Regions from separate parts of the Mus musculus genome. Here regions 2 and 3 are each linked to region 1. A link is a contact called in public Hi-C and HiChIP or PLAC-seq data. All regions are on one chromosome and are shown on one strand. Each heading gives the region's core, a stretch centred on a gene start, on an enhancer-like site or on the middle of the called end of the contact. The rest is flanking DNA. Distances are from core to core; before and after follow the strand shown. Region 1 overlaps Chsy1 (chondroitin sulfate synthase 1). Region 2 overlaps Lrrk1 (leucine-rich repeat kinase 1). Region 3 overlaps Lrrk1 (leucine-rich repeat kinase 1).

What was found. A called contact is a pair of places that touch in the nucleus more often than the background predicts. HiChIP or PLAC-seq counts read pairs in DNA pulled down with a chosen protein or histone mark.
Region 2: a contact with region 1 is called in an H3K4me3 HiChIP or PLAC-seq map of bone marrow-derived macrophages, with 5 times the contacts expected there. The contact joins two enhancer-like sites. A contact is called at or near these places in 5 of 39 promoter capture datasets (the C10 cell line, the HPC-7 cell line, cranial neural crest and 2 more), 5 of 115 datasets of contacts at active chromatin or transcription factors (CD8 T cells, bone marrow-derived macrophages, embryonic basal ganglia and 2 more) and 4 of 9 other capture datasets (adipose tissue, liver, macrophages and 1 more).
Region 3: a contact with region 1 is called in a Hi-C map of bone marrow-derived macrophages, with 45 read pairs. The contact joins two enhancer-like sites. A contact is called at or near these places in 12 of 39 promoter capture datasets (the C10 cell line, the HPC-7 cell line, the SN4741 cell line and 7 more), 2 of 15 datasets of contacts at CTCF or cohesin (CD8 T cells and the NIH/3T3 cell line), 10 of 484 Hi-C or Micro-C datasets (the C3H10T1/2 cell line, CD8 T cells, bone marrow-derived macrophages and 6 more), 25 of 115 datasets of contacts at active chromatin or transcription factors (CD8 T cells, DN3 thymocytes, the HPC-7 cell line and 20 more) and 4 of 9 other capture datasets (adipose tissue, liver, macrophages and 1 more).

Annotation. Positions count from the first base shown.
Region 1 is chr7:66,119,812-66,122,729 of GRCm38.p6, reverse strand. The region is part of intron 1 of Chsy1 (chondroitin sulfate synthase 1); the gene reads right to left. Among named protein-coding and RNA genes, the nearest start is that of Chsy1, 12 kb to the right of the region's middle. Within about 2 kb of position 1,504, at least 78 of the 459 cell types and tissues checked have an H3K27ac peak or open chromatin away from gene starts, as enhancers often do. A contact at or near this core is called in the HPC-7 cell line, bone marrow-derived macrophages, hematopoietic stem and progenitor cells and 2 more, where this site is marked.
Region 2 is chr7:66,367,889-66,370,806 of GRCm38.p6, reverse strand. All of the region lies in intron 2 of Lrrk1 (leucine-rich repeat kinase 1), which reads left to right. Among named protein-coding and RNA genes, the nearest start is that of Mir7057, 12 kb to the left of the region's middle. Within about 2 kb of position 1,521, at least 99 of the 459 cell types and tissues checked have an H3K27ac peak or open chromatin away from gene starts, as enhancers often do. A contact at or near this core is called in bone marrow-derived macrophages, where this site is marked.
Region 3 is chr7:66,308,100-66,311,017 of GRCm38.p6, reverse strand. It overlaps Lrrk1 (leucine-rich repeat kinase 1), which reads left to right. Exons shown (of 34, transcript NM_146191.3): 7 at 2,131-2,357. Among named protein-coding and RNA genes, the nearest start is that of Gm45989, 28 kb to the right of the region's middle. Within about 2 kb of position 1,562, at least 127 of the 459 cell types and tissues checked have an H3K27ac peak or open chromatin away from gene starts, as enhancers often do. A contact at or near this core is called in the HPC-7 cell line, bone marrow-derived macrophages, hematopoietic stem and progenitor cells and 2 more, where this site is marked.

The DNA.
Region 1 (2,918 bases), core at 255-2,754:
CGCCTGTGGACTAGTTTAAACAGATTTGTGGACTCTGTGCCAGGCGGCTCTTTAGGAAAGAGCCATGAAACAAATGACACAGAAAACTCTTATCACATTAGATTCTATACCAGGTACTGTACATCATTTCAACAAATGATGTGCTCTTTTAAATTAAAAAAAAAAAAAAAGCGAGCTGGAGAAATGGCTCTGTAGTTAAACACATTTGCTATCTTGCAGAGGATGAGGGTTGGGGACCCAACACCCACATAAGGCAGCTTACTACTGCTTATAACTCCAGTTTCAAGGAATCTTCTTCCAGTCTCTGAGAACACCAGCACATATGATGCATGCATGCATATATTCATGTACATATACACACATATATATATGGAGAGACTCACATATGCACATAAATCTGTGAGATATATGTGAGTGTGTGAGTGTGTGTGTGTGCATGGTAGCACAGAGCTATAGTCCCAGTTACACAGAAGGCAGAGGTACAACAGAACAACCTGAGACCATGAGTTTGAGATCAGCTTGGGTAGGCAACATGGTGAGACTCTCTTTCAAAAAGAAAAATAGAGCAAAAAGGTAAAGTAAATAAAAGAGAGGTGAACTGTTAATGTAAGGAGAAACCAACTCTACTGTAAAGGGACAAATCCTTTGGCAAACAGCTACAACATACAGAATTATGACAACTTCTAGGTAACTAACTTTCTGATGTGGTCATGACTGCAGGAGAAAACACTTCCCAACATTCCTCTAACCACAGGAAGCCAGTGTACCCCACCCTTTTAAGCCAAGGAGCCCTAATTCTGCTGTCCAGTAATGTTTGGGCTTTCTTGTTTTCTTTTAGTCACAATAATTCTTTGAAAATGTAAATAATCTCAATTCTTGGCACACAACAGAGGTCAATGAACACGTGGAATGAGAACTGTCCCCTCTTATACAGCAGGTGACTTTACAGATGCTGTGTGTTATGTTTGCCAAGGGACAGAAATCACTTCCAGATGAGCTTCACAGAACTGTCCACCAGTGCAGCCATACTTTCTACAATTTCTACATGAAGAAAACCAAGTTACTCAAAGCACTAAAAAAAATTGTTCAGAGGGAAAGTCAGAGGCTCCATGAGTTGAAATATACTACAACTTGTGGTGCTTCTGAAACGTAAGTTAAAGCTAAATAATGTCTACCACCTTAGGAGGGGATTTTAAAGGTAAGAATGAACAACTTATTGCCTATCGATATAAAGAAGTCATTATGTTTCTACGCTAACGTGTGATTACAAAAACAGAGCAAGTTCTATGTAACACTACAGCAACCAACCCCAAAATCACAAAAATACTGAATCAAGAGGATGCTGGTGGGAGAAGGAGCAGCTAAGGCAATTCCTGTCTTCAAAGAAACAACCTATTACAGATCGTTCTGCAGTGCACGGGCTCTGGAAGTGCACTGCTAGGGTGAGCGAGCCCTGACTCCAGTACACCGCTGCCTCAGTCCGACTTACTATTAGAGAAGGCAGAGGCTTGCAAATTAGGTAGGGAAAGAAGAAGTAAGAGACAGGAAGTGTGTGCACTGTAGCGATGGATGTGTGGAAGGAAAGTCTCACACATTTCTGCCTAAAAACCTAACCCTCAAGCCATGTACTGTATTTGAATTTTGTTTAACTCTCAATTTCAGACACTGTTTTTGGGTAGAATTCTAAAAAGAGTTTAAATTTTAAGTATTTTTACTCAAAACACTAGGCTCTTCCTATCTGCCTAAAGATCAGAATTCATTTCTGCCTGTGCTCTTTGCCAGTGCCCCAGGCAGAAGCAAGCAGGAAGAAAGCTCTGCTAACACAGCTGTCACAGATGCAATTAATGTCCCAACTGTGACTTGAAATGCTGTAATTTGTCTAAGAAGAGAAAGCAATTAATTTTAAAACAGACAATCTAACCTCAAACCTTCCTTAAAAGCTCCTCTGCGTTTTTTGGTAACCCCACCCAATTATTATCCAGTCCTTTTTAGGTAACCTAGGGCAAGCCTCTTGTTGTCTTTTCTATTCTAATTGAAGGGTGGTTTGAGGAAAATCTTCTCATTATGAATTCTTTGCAAACCCTCCAATCTTAAGAAATTGTGATCTTCTCAATTAGGGTTCCACAAAGTGAATTCATTTTGGAACATAACTCAATTCTGTGGTGGGAGGAAGAGGGGAACGATATCCATAATTTCAAACTGAAGGCAACATTGCTGAACAAGCAAGCTTGCCCTTCTTCTGTGATCAAAACAGGTCAAGTTCTGTGATTTTCATAACCAAATGTCTACTTGGCCATCAACACACTTGCTGCCTGGGGCTCTCAATGGAAATGACAGAACATTTGCAAAGGTCCTTGCCAGAAAGCTCAATTTTCAATGGTCTGATACACAACTCTCTCTACAGCCCAGATAAGACAGCTGAAATGTGAGAGTGCCAAGGAAATCTTCTATTTCCCCAAGTTTCTAAATGCTATCTGCTGTACAGATTAAACCACACTAAGAAATGCAGCTGAACAGCTGGCAGGTTCTAGTCAATATCACCGTAAGAAAAACTACATCTACAATACAGACACTGTCCTGGGTAAGCAGCCATAACATGTGGCTACGTTTACAGAGCAGGCAAAAAGGACTAAGAATGTAGCAAGTGATATACAGTGTATGCCTAGCAAGTTCAAGAGCCTGGACTCTATGCCCTACCCCTCACAACTTAATGCAGGGAAGACTATATATAGATATCTTGGCTTACTAAGTATTCAAAAGTAATGCACAGCTCTACCCCAAAGTATTCATTGTGGTTGTTTCTAGGTGGGGGATTTGAAAATACTCATTTAGGAGCTTGAGAGGTGGCTCAACCATAAAGAACATTTGCACTCTGCTTCTTTGGGCACTAGGCATGCATGTGGTACACAAACATACAT
Region 2 (2,918 bases), core at 272-2,771, 250 kb before region 1:
CTGGGAATTGAACTCAGGATCTCTGGAAGAGCAGCCAGAGTTCCTAACCGCTGAGCCATCTCTCTAGCCCCGACCTTCTGCTTCTTGATTTGATTTTGTCTATATAGTTTTCCAGTGTTTTAGCATAATGGCATCCGGATTCTTGCAAAAAAAAAAATTTAATTGTTACTCTCGACATAAAATTCAGAAGCTTAAAAGAAAATACAATGAAAACCTTGCCTTCCCACCTTCCCACCCACTCCCTGTCTTCTAGTTTCCTTTTCTTCCAAAGAACAGACAGATGCCCGCTTCCCCTTGCTACTTTTTAAGCTCAGAAACCACAGGTTCTGTCTACTGCACACAACTCTGTGAGTCTCTGTTCTCATCTGATTTCAGAAGCTAAGCAGGGTCGGGCCTGGCTAGTGTTTGGACAGGAGGAGCTATGCTTTCTTAAGCTTGAGTTCACAGTGGTGGCTTTCTCATCCATAAACCTTTAGCCTGTGTAACATTTTATGCTTTCTCTCCATTTAATGTTGTGTGTGTGGTGTGTGTGTGCATCACAAAATGAAAGAGACTAATGTAATAAACTCCATGGTGTCTGTCACGTGGCGTCAGCTAATTTACACTTGGCCCGTCTTGGTCTGTGAATGCTCTACCTCTCTCCAGATGCCTGGGACCTACACACAGATTTACAACTTCAGAAGTCTAAAAGCATTCAGGGCACATTACATGCATACTTTAAATTTTTTTTAAAAAATTCCATTAATATTATCTAATCGGTATTTGTGTGTGCCTCCTTTATCTATTCACTCATTTTAACTACTGTTTTTCTCCAGTTCAGCTGGCTGGTGTTGTCTCTGTGTCCTGTAGAGCAACACTGTCCTAAGACTCTTACTTTCTATTTTCTCCCTCATTTCTGTTTTCTGTGCAGTTTCATTGCTGATAAATCCACATGATCTTTGCCGGTTCCCACTGTCTGGATCTTGGCTTTGCATTCTTGTGTGGGCTGGCTTGTTTTCCTCTTCCCCACGGTTTCTTTGGACCTGGAGGGCTGGATAGATTCAGGGAGATTTGTTGGCAAGAGCACCAGGGGTCTGTGCATGTCCCTCCTACTTTGCCTCAGGAGTTAAAGAATGTCTGGTGTCTCTCTTTGATATTTAGATTTTTTTTTTCCCAGAGATTTTTTAACTGGTGTCATTATTAAGGTCCTGATGGGTTTTCCAGTGTGTACACAGTGGGAAATCCTGGCTTTGATCCCCAGTTCTTTATGAAACCAGGTGTGATAACAAATACCCATAACCCCAGCACTCAGGAATCAAAGGCAGGAAGATTAGAAGTTCAAGGTCATCTTGACTCTGCAGTGAGTTGAAGCCAACCTGGGCTACATCAGATCCTGTCTCAACAAGAGGAAAGGGTGCTCTTAGATCCTTCTTCAGGGATTAGCAGATAGGCATCTCTAGGCAGCATCTTCTCTGTGCTTCCTTTGGTGTCAGCTATGGGGGAATGTCAGGACTCTTGGCTCTTCCCTGTTTGTTTTTCTATGGTGAGTCAGCTCCTGAGTATCCTTCACAGGCAACCAATGAGGGCTTTACCCTCTCAGTATCACTATGAGCTAAATTGTTCCTCTTTGGCTAGTAGGCCCCTTTGGTTGCTTCCTCTGTGTTTGGCACAAACCATCTGTCAGAGAGTGGCCTTGCTTGCTTACCTGACAAGGTTGTACTTACCCTATCCGGGACCTGGAGCTCAACGCCTCTTCGAGAAGTCCCATTTTTCTTGGCTGGTCCCATGACTTTATTTATTTTATTTATTTTCTATTCTTTGGTGCATGCTTTGTCTTGTTCCAGCTGCTGCTCATGGTGCCTCATGATTGCTTCTCTCCCTCCCACCTCCCTCCCTCCCTCCCTCCCTCCTGCCTCCCTCAATCCATCCCACCCCTTGGCTTCCATGTCTCAATTTTGGTCAGTCTGTCTTTCCTTAAGATTTTATTTCACTACTCCTTTAATGGAGCTGACTTGGCTTTTTTTTTCCTTTCTCTTTTCTTTATATTTTATATTCTTCTTTCTTTTTCTACATTTCCCACTTCCTTTTCCAATTTCTTGCCTAGTATCCTGCCATTTCTGAGAACTTGTCTTAATTCAATTTGGGAATTATTCTCACCGATTCAATTATATTCTTAGAGTAGATTGTATTAGATAATTCTTAAAAATTTTTATTTTTATTTGATTTTTTGAGAATTTATTTATTTAATTTTATGTATATAAGTGTCTTGTCTGCATGTATGACTGTGTACCACATGCAAGTCTGGTGTCCCCAGGAGGACAGAAGAGGGTGTCAGATCCCCTGGGCCTGGAGGTATGGATAGTGGCCATCTGCCATATGAGTGCTGGGAATTGAACTCGGATCCTCCATAAGAGCAGCTAGAACTCTATCCCTGACCCATCCCTCCACGCCCACTTTTAAAATTTTTTTATTATAGACTTATTTTGATAAAAAGGAACCCACTCCTTTTTCAATCCGTGGCTCCACCTGTGCATTCAACTGAGTGTCAAAAATAAGCGTGGGAAAAAAATGACCTCTGTGTTGGCCGCTTTCAGAGCCCATGCTCGTAAGGCTTCCCATAGGACAATTATTAGCTTACACTTACGTAGTGCTGAGTGTCATCAGTAACCTGTGGATGCCACCTGCACGTGCTACATCATTTAATAAAACAGGTTGAGTACCTGCAGATATTGGTGTGGAAGGGCAATCCTGGACTCCCCTTGAGTACATGTGGGGACGGGGCAACTGTGCCCTCCGTGTCTCTTTCCTGCTTGTCTCTGCTTCCCTGCCTCTGCTACTGTAGCCTCTGCTTGACTTTCCAGATCACAGCGGTCACTCCCGCACCTTCTGCACTTTCTGTACCTCACCTGCTTCTCTACTGTCCAGCTTCTCTGGTTTTC
Region 3 (2,918 bases), core at 313-2,812, 190 kb before region 1:
ACTGGCAGTGCAGATTGCATTCCTCTGTCCTTAGGGTCTAGTGAGGTTAGTGGTACACACCACACTCTTGGTGTGGCTGGTTTCCTTCTACCAGAATGACCCCTGTGAAGGAAGCCTCTGCACCAGCCCCTGCTACCAACCCCTGCCCTGCTTGAGTTCCTGTCCCGACTTCCTTAGATGAACAGGGATGTGAAAGTGAAGGCCAAATAAACCCTTTCTCCCAAGTTGCTTCGGCCCTGGTGTTTCGTCACAGCAATAGAAACCCTTACTAGGACGCATGTCATGATACAACATTCGGAAATGGTTCAGTAAAGAGTGAAGAATTTTGGTTTTATTTTCGAATGTTTTAGTGTGTGTGTGGAGGAGTGCATATGATGAACACAGGTGCCCTCGGAGCCAGAAGCATAGGATTCCCTCAACGCTAGAGTTACAGGCAACTGTGAGCCACCCAACAGCAGGAAGGACTAGGGGTCACACTCAGCAAGTGCTTAACCAGAGAGCCATCTCCCCAGCCAGCCCCAAGAGGGTGTGTTTTTGTGTGTAGAAAGGTGCTGGGAGACATCCCTGGTGATGCTGCTTTGACAGCAGGTAACTCTAGGTCTGTGGGGTCCATTAGGTCCTAGTTCAACTCTTGGCAAACTTTAGATTTTTCTGGACTTAAGTGTTTAGAGTAAGTGGGAAACGTCAGTCATTAGAAAGGAAAAAAGCCGCCAGGGAAATTGAGTGACTTATCTAACACAATTGCCAGAGGCTAGGACTCCTCTCTCTGGATCTTAGTTGTTCATCCTTCTTCATCTACACAAATGAAGAGGGAGATAAAGACTGGAGGAGAACTTTCTGTTGGAAGGGCGGTAAGGCACAGGATTTGGCTAAGGGAGCACAGCACCACCTTGTGGCCAGATATGATCACAGCCGCTGCCAATTGCCAAGGCCAGCTTAACCAAGATTGCTGGTAGCTTTCTCACAGTTCCTGTGGTTCTTACACGTTCCCATTTGTGAAACATTCATTTTTGTCTATATTCTGGCCCTGTAATTTTCTGTTATGAATTTTCTTTGGATATACAAGCCAAAAGAAACAGATTTCTTCTCCCCAGAAACCCAGTTGAGTCTCAGATTCTTTGATATCCCTGAAGAAAACCTTAGTCTTATGTATTAAACCAGGACCCATTTGCTGCCTGGCAATAGCAGATCACTGGGATTTCTGACTTCCTCTTGTGGAAAAAAAATAAGGAACATGTTCTGGGTGTGCCACAGCAAGAAGGTTGGGCTGTGGTTTGCATGTGGCAGAGACTCAGGGCACAGAGGAGTTGATAAGTCTCAGAACAAAACCAAGGGAAGGTTTTACTGTGTCTTCAATGGAGGTTATTGTTCATGGAAATTGGAGACATCGCTGGAAGTAAGAATTCCTGTATATCTCTGTAGGGGCCATAATACTTAGCTTTCTCAGGTTGACCTGAACTGAAAGCAGGGCCAAAAGTTAGGGAAGCTGTCTGTTACTAATATAGTCCTGGGCTGACTGTTACAGAGGAAATTGGTGAGCTCATTAGGTTGTTACGGAGATAACAATGTTTATCTTGCTTCCTGGGCTATTTGCTAAGGGGCATGGTTTCCTTGCTGTGAGGTGTGGACCAGAGTTCTGGATTTCCGATTGGTGGTGTCCAAAGTGTGGCCTGGCACAGCGCCAGGTGGCTGAAGACAGTGGCTGCCCAGATCACACAAAGTGACTCAAGAACAGAGATCTCAGAGCCACATTTAGGACTCGGCCTTCTCCCTGCCTGAGAAGAGGATAGCCAAGCCTCGGGGGGGGGGGGGGGCTCCTTTGGACCCAAAAGCCATTGCTGCTTCCCTGCACCCCAGTGTGCGGCTCCTAAGGGTTGGCTCTGAGCCCATGGATACCCTCTGGGGGTGACGAGGAGCCATGAGCAGACGATTTGTACAGAGTACACTCGCTACTTCCTGGTGCCAGCTACCATGGTGGAAGCTGGGAAGGCAAGGTAGACATGGCCCCAGTTTCTCAGGATAGGGATCCAGCTGGAGTGGGTACACAGCCTCACTTGAGCCTTTACTCCAGGCCCACCTTGGGCTTAGACTCACCAAATTTAGGTGCTGTTCCTTGCTATCCAACCCCAGGCACTTCGTGTGAAATGGTCCCATCTGAAGTTGCCCTGGGTGGACCTGGACTGGCTCCTAGACATCTCCTGCCAGATCACAGAGCTTGACCTGTCTGCCAACTGCCTGCCTTCGCTCCCTTCCATCATCCCTTGGGGACTCATCAATCTAAAGAAGCTGAATCTCTCAAACAACCAGCTGGGGGAGCTGCCCTGCGTGCAGTCCTCCGACGAAATCATCTGCTCCAGGTGGGCCCAGGGGCGTGGTCAAGGCCCTCTGTGCCCACCCGTCACAGTCACCTTCCCGTCAGAGGGTCCTGGGTTGAATTTTATGTTTTGGAAAACTAGCTATTAGCAGTAGTAAAAGGACTGCTCGCTCACAAGAGCACAGCCATCAAGATCTCTGACCCCTTAGGAGCCAGAGAAGTCTGAACAGATGGTCTAGGCTAAGATCATGCATAGCCGCATGAGGCTGTTTGTTCAAAGTACCCGACTGGTCCTGCTCAGAATCAGAGGGCAGTGGCTAGAGGCTTCCTGGGCTGGTAGAAGGGTTTACCCCACCAGAAATGGCTGGGCGGGCCTGAGGAAAGGATCAATACGGGAATGTGGCAGCACATGGACACTGGTGCTGCCTGTCTTTCCTAGAGCCCTGAGCCCTGAGGTGGCCCAGGAAGGGAAGGACATCTATCAATTACTTTTCTCATTGTTGTGACTAAATACCCTGATGACTTAAAGAAGGAAGGGTTTATTCTGACTCACAGTTTGAAGGAGCCATTTTAATGTGGTGGGAAAGGCATGACTGAAGGCTCA